Linked DNA regions of Ovis aries: region 1 is linked to region 2. The links are chromatin contacts, called in public Hi-C maps. All regions are on one chromosome and are shown on one strand. The core of a region is the stretch at or near the end of the contact, and the rest is flanking DNA. Distances in the headings are between cores, read along the strand shown. Region 1 holds the start of ACTR3 (actin related protein 3). Region 2 holds the start of SLC35F5 (solute carrier family 35 member F5).

What was found. Hi-C and Micro-C count contacts between places; a contact is called where the count stands out from the background.
Region 1: a Hi-C map of hypothalamus shows a contact between it and region 2, with 2.5 times the contacts expected there. The contact joins the promoter of ACTR3 here to the promoter of SLC35F5 in region 2. A contact is called at or near these places in 4 of 16 Hi-C or Micro-C datasets (hypothalamus, muscle and tail adipose tissue).

What each region holds. Positions count from the first base shown.
Region 1 is chr2:178,988,662-178,991,464 of ARS-UI_Ramb_v3.0, reverse strand. ACTR3 (actin related protein 3) reads right to left here and starts at 1,292. Exons shown (of 12, transcript XM_015093450.4): 1 at 1,035-1,292. The coding sequence starts at 1,078. LOC114113196 (a long non-coding RNA gene) reads left to right here and starts at 374. Exons shown (of 7, transcript XR_009599373.1): 1 at 374-1,528.
Region 2 is chr2:178,827,835-178,830,634 of ARS-UI_Ramb_v3.0, reverse strand. SLC35F5 (solute carrier family 35 member F5) reads left to right here and starts at 1,317. Exons shown (of 16, transcript XM_004004742.5): 1 at 1,317-1,594; 2 at 2,456-2,546; 3 at 2,697-2,800. The coding sequence starts at 1,555.

The DNA.
Region 1 (2,803 bases), core at 43-2,542, 160 kb before region 2:
CTCCTTGAAAAGCAAGTACCTCCCTTTACAACTCTATTACCTTCCTTCTCTCCTTAAGACACGGTCACAGAATGAACCTATACAACTTAATTTTCCTGGGTGCTTCACTTCCTTCCTCTCAGTGCAACGCAAATATACTTTTTAAGTTCACAGAAATTCATACCTAGCACCAGTACCTCAGCCTATTTGAAAACTGCTTGATTTTGAAAGTTCTAATAAGATGTGTTCAGGTTGGAAACGAAAAACTACCTTATAAGGGTATAAAAGACTGAAAGCAGGAAGCGGCTTTGACAAAACTAAGGAAGTTGCAGCGCGCTTGCTCACTGGGGGACTTTTTTGAGGCAAGAGAAGTAACACATGACATCTTTCTCTCAAATTAAAATGTGAGTTGGTTGGCCGGTAGGAACGTAGTGGGAGATGGAAAAGACCGGGAGTCGAAAAGGAAGAGGAGGTGGGTGGTCCAATGAAAGCCCCGATCTAGGTTCCCATTTTCAGGGTCCGATTCTTCCCTTTCCCCTCCCACACCCCGGGTAGAATGTTGTCACAGCAATCTTGCAAAACCTACAAGGAGCGCTTCTCTTTTCTCGCTCCTTTGCCCGGCCAGTCCCCGCGCTCCATTCCCCCCGGTCTCCAAACCTACGGGCAGGAAAGGGCACCGGGCAAAGGAGGGTCGGCTGTGCGGGGCTCGAAGACCACCCCCACGCGACCGCGGGCCCCGGGGAGGCGCCCGTCCCCGCAGCCCCTCGGGCGGCGCTGCCCACCGCGGTGGGGGAAGGGCCGGGAGGGGTGGCGCGGAGGAAGCCGCTCCCCGGGGTTTCTGGGCCCCGCGCCGCCGCCCGGCTCCCAGAGGGTGCAGCGCGGGGGATGAGGGAGGCCCTGACTGCGGGCCCCACCCCTCGCCACCCGGCGCGGCCCGGGCTGACACAGCCGGCGGCAGCACCTTGCCGCTCCATTCATCTCCCGGCCTCCTCCCGGCCCCGCCATTTTCCTGCCTCCGCCTCAGTTTCCCCACCCCCGCCCATCAGCCCCCTTACCCCGTGCCACAGTCCACCACACAGGCCGGCAGCCGTCCCGCCATCTTCCTCCTCGCCTGCTGCTGCTGCTGCCGCCGTCTGCTCCGTGCCGTTTGGGGCCAGGGATGGGCGGCGGGAGGTGGAAGCTATCTGACCATCCACGGCCGGGCCACCCTCTCCGTCTGGGGGGGAGCCGGGAAGCCGAAGCAGTAGCGAGAGAGAAGCAGGCTCGGTCAGCGGCTACCACTTCCGCAACCCGGGCAGGCAGGCAGTCCCCGCCCTGCCCCGCCGCGGCCTCCTCCCCCTCTCTCTCCCCTCCTCCTCACTCCTGCCCCCACCCTACAACTTCTTCCCCTCACACCGCCTTTCCCCGGGAAGCCAAGATGGCCGCCAGTGCCGACGCCCCGGCCAGGACAGGCCTAGGCCTCGAGCGCTCCCCCTTCCGGCTCCGAGCGGGCGGGGCGAGAGAGCATGCGCACTGAGGAGCGCCGCCGGCTGCCGCTCCCATTCCGAAGGTGAGGTAGTCCACTTCGGGTGTTCTCCAGGTAGGGTTGGGTAGGTCTGCCCGAGTCTCCAGTTCTCCTTCTGAAGCTGGAAGGGGTTTTTCGTTGCAAGTACTTCTGCGCTAGGTTGAGGAAGCAATGGAATCGCATTCCACAGCCACAACTATCTTCCGGTGCTCCGACGAAAACGGCCTAATTGAAAACCTTGTCAGCGGCACCCATCCGATTTTATATCTTGAGCGGCTCCTTTTCTGGTTGGAAAAGAGCTATATCAGACGGAGGGTGAGCCGTTGGAGGAGAGAGGAACAAAGGCTTGCACCGTGGCTCCTCTGCCTTGGTACTGTTTTGTTTTGTTTTGTTTTCTTCAGTTACACTTACGCATTGTTACAACGTGGCACATTACAAGTGTTACTGCAAGGGTTAGATTGTAGGCCACCCGGAGGGCAGGCCTGTGCCCACGAGGAAGGCACACCTCACAGGAATGTAAGCCTTTGGTGGCTTTGAATGAGGAGAAAAAAGTACTCTCCGGGGTAGTTTTAGGTTGTACTATTCTACTTGCAGGATGAAACGACGGATTAAGGACCAAACTTTTTAATTAAAAAAAAAAAACTAGAAAGCCTAGAACAGTGACATTTAAACTTCTCAAAGTGTGCATCAGAATTCCGTGGAAGGCTTGTTAAAGCACAGAATGCTGGACTACATCCCTTGAGTTCTCTGATTAGGTGGTCTGGAGTGGGGCCTAGTAATTTGCATTTCTACCCAGTTCCTAGGTGTTGGTCTGGGACCTCCCCCCACCTAGGAAACCTATAATATTAATAGCTTTTTTCTCTTCTGGTTTATCTTCTGATAAACCATATGGATTCACTTATAGGTGACTGAAATAACATTTTTCCTAAGAAAGGATGTCTGATTGCTTCAGAAGATAACATAGAGTGGTGTTAGACCAGCCTGGGCAATGGAATTTAAGCTTTTCATTCATTTGGCAAATAAGAATTGCTCACCCATTCTATTAGGGCAGGGACTATGCTGACCATTAATATTCAGTAGGCACAAAATGAACAAGTTCTCTCCACTGCCGGGTTTACAGTTTAGTGGCAAAACATACAAACTGTATTAAGAGCAATAGAAATTATAATACAGAGGGCGCTGAGAAATGGGGAGGAGGGGTGAGTGAATAGGAGGGAAACAAAAGTTAGGAGAGACTTCTCTGACAAAAGTGAAAGTCTCTCAGTTATGCCTGACTCTTTGTGACCCCATGGACTATACAGTTCATGGAATTTTCTAGAC
Region 2 (2,800 bases), core at 68-2,567:
TTCTGAATATTTATTAGAGGAGCTTAATGCTGATGCTGCTTCTAAGTCACTTCAGCCGTGTCTGACTCTGTGCGACCCCATAGACGGCAGCCCACCAGGCTCCCTTGTCCCTGGGATTCTCCAGGCAAGAACACTGGAGTGGCTTGCCATTTCCTTCTCCAATGCATGAAAGTGAAAAGTCAAAGTGAAGTCCCTCAGTCGTGTCCGACTCTCAGCGACCCCATGGACTATAGCCTACCAGGCTCCTCCATCCATGGGACTTTCCAGGCAAGAGTACTGGAGTGGGGTGCCATTGCCTTCTCCGTTAATGCTGACAGTTTATTAGAAATTGACTGGGTCAACACAAAAAATGTTCAATGGTATTGCTGTACTAGTTAACGGAACAAATTTAATATATTCAATTTCAATAAAACAGGAGCAATTTAGAAGATAAGAAATATACTACATTGTGACAGAAGAAAACTTAAATTTCTTCACACCACCTCATAAAGATGTTACAAATGTGCTGGTAGTAGACAATTCCAGTGAAGAAACTTCTGGTCTCATTTTCGTTTTCTAAATACATATCAGGACGCTGGTCAAGGCTTTTTCTTATGGGATATTTTAAAGCTAATTTTAAAAATCTGTACAATTTAATAATTATTAACATTTGTGTTCTACCTGCATGAATTATCTAAACCCTTCACATTTGTATGCTCAAGTAATCCTAGCATATATACAAATCAATAGACGAGGCAGGTACTATTATTATGCCTACTTTTCAGTAATCTGAGGGCCAGGGAGGTGAAATAGTTTGCCCTTACTGACAGAACTTCTAATTCCCGAACCTGCGATCTATTTTACATACACGAGTTTCCAGAAAGCGAAAGTTCTCCCAGGCCAGTCTGCTCTCCAGAACGCAAAAGTTCTCCCAAGCCATTCTACTCTTCCGTCTTCTTCTCGAGGAAGAACTATTGAGAGTTTCCTGACCGAATTTTGTAACAAATGCAGTTGTTAGCTGTTGTCTTGGTGCGGGGCATCTGGAGGCTCAAGAACTTCCCTGGTCCTTCGCTCCATTTCAACCACCCACGCCTTCTTCCCTCTTCTCATTCCACCGCGCCCAGCTTCCCTTCTTCCCATCTCCTCTCTTGCAGTCCCAGCGGCGTCTTCTCGCTCTGTGCCCAGCGCCTGTCTATAGACAAACTACCCTAGAGGTACACCGTCCCGCGGCCTGCAGTCGCGCAGTCGTGACGAAACCCGTGCGCCACAGTCCGGGGAGAGGGGCGGGGCCGCAGGCAGGGCTGGCAGGCTGGCCGGCCGGGGGCGGGGCCGGGGCCAGGGTCCAGCTCCGGGCCTCCGCGGCCATCGCTGTCTGCGCGGTTCCTTACCTTCGCCAGCCCCCAGCCCTCCCGAACCGAGTGGAGCCGGTTGGCATCGGCAGTGTCGCCCCGAGGGCCACCGCGGCTTCTGGGGCTGGGCCTGCGCGCAGCGCAATGACAGGCGGTGAGAGAGCTCTCTGAGTCTGAGGCCGCGGCCGTGGCCCTGGGCGGCGGCGGGTCCAGGCCGGGTCCGCTCATGGTGCCGCCACGACACCATCCCGGGGCAGGAAGGCCAGGTAAGTAGGCACAGGAGGGCCGCGAAATCACTCGGAACCGAAGCCGCGGACCGAGGGCCCTGAACAGCCCCGCTCTTCAGCCTCTGGTAGCAGCCGAGGTGCTCTGACCGAAATGGCCACAGTGTCTGGGGACCAACTGAGGGGGAGGCTGACAGGGGCGCGCGAGCCCAGTCTAGACTCTGGTAGTTGAGGAAGCTGCCCGGCGCCGCCGCCTCAGGGCTTTAATCTTCTCCGGGGAGACGTCACTGCCTTAACTTTTTTCTTTTTTTTTTTTCCTTCCTGTAAAAAAGTAAGCTTCCCTTGAACAGCTGTTACCCCACCCACCTCGTGAATGACTATTTCAGATCGAAATAGTAGACACAGTGACAGGGGTGGGTGGGGGAAGCGTGGAGGATCCTTTCCCTTGACCATGTGAGGTGCTTGGAAACGTGCCCTCAATACTCAAAACAAATCACTTCCTCTCAAATCTGCCAAGATCACTCAAGATCTGGGACGGAGAAGACACTTAGAAACAGGCGCGTGTCTAGACACTGTCCCGGGGTTGGGTACCTCTGGAGAGTAGCAAGAGCGGCGAATCCAGTTCTGTCTTTATGAAACTATTATGAAGCTGTTCTTCACTAGTTAAGTATTCTTAAATATGCTGTTTGTTGAATTTTGCTTTTTTTCTTTGTACCGTGTTCTTTGAGTATAATTTGAAATGAATAGTAGATAACATAAATGTAGAGAAAAATGTCAGTTATATTTCACATACTTTGACATTCTTTCATTTGCTTTCATTTTAAAGGTGAGTGAAAAAGAGCTTATGAGTCTTATTTTGAGTGGTTGATGTTTTCACAAGCATTATTCTGTGGTGATTTTTAGGTGCGCTGAGTTCTTCACCTCCGTTTAGACTCAGATCTGCTAAGTTTTCAGGCATTGCTCTTCAAGATCTCAGAAAGGCCTTTAAAATAAGGTAAATTCAACACTTTAAAAAAACAAAAACTGTATGACTTTGAACATTAGCTTAACAAATGTCATACTTCTGTTGTACTTATATTCTCATTTTTATATGGTTATTTTTTAAAAATCCTTTCTAATGTGATCTGTGTTTTTCTAAAAACAGACTGCAAATGGTGTGTGTGTTTATCATGAACCGAATGAATTCCCAGAGCAGTGGTTTCACTCAGCGAAAGCGAATGGCTCTTGGGATTGTTATTCTCCTACTTG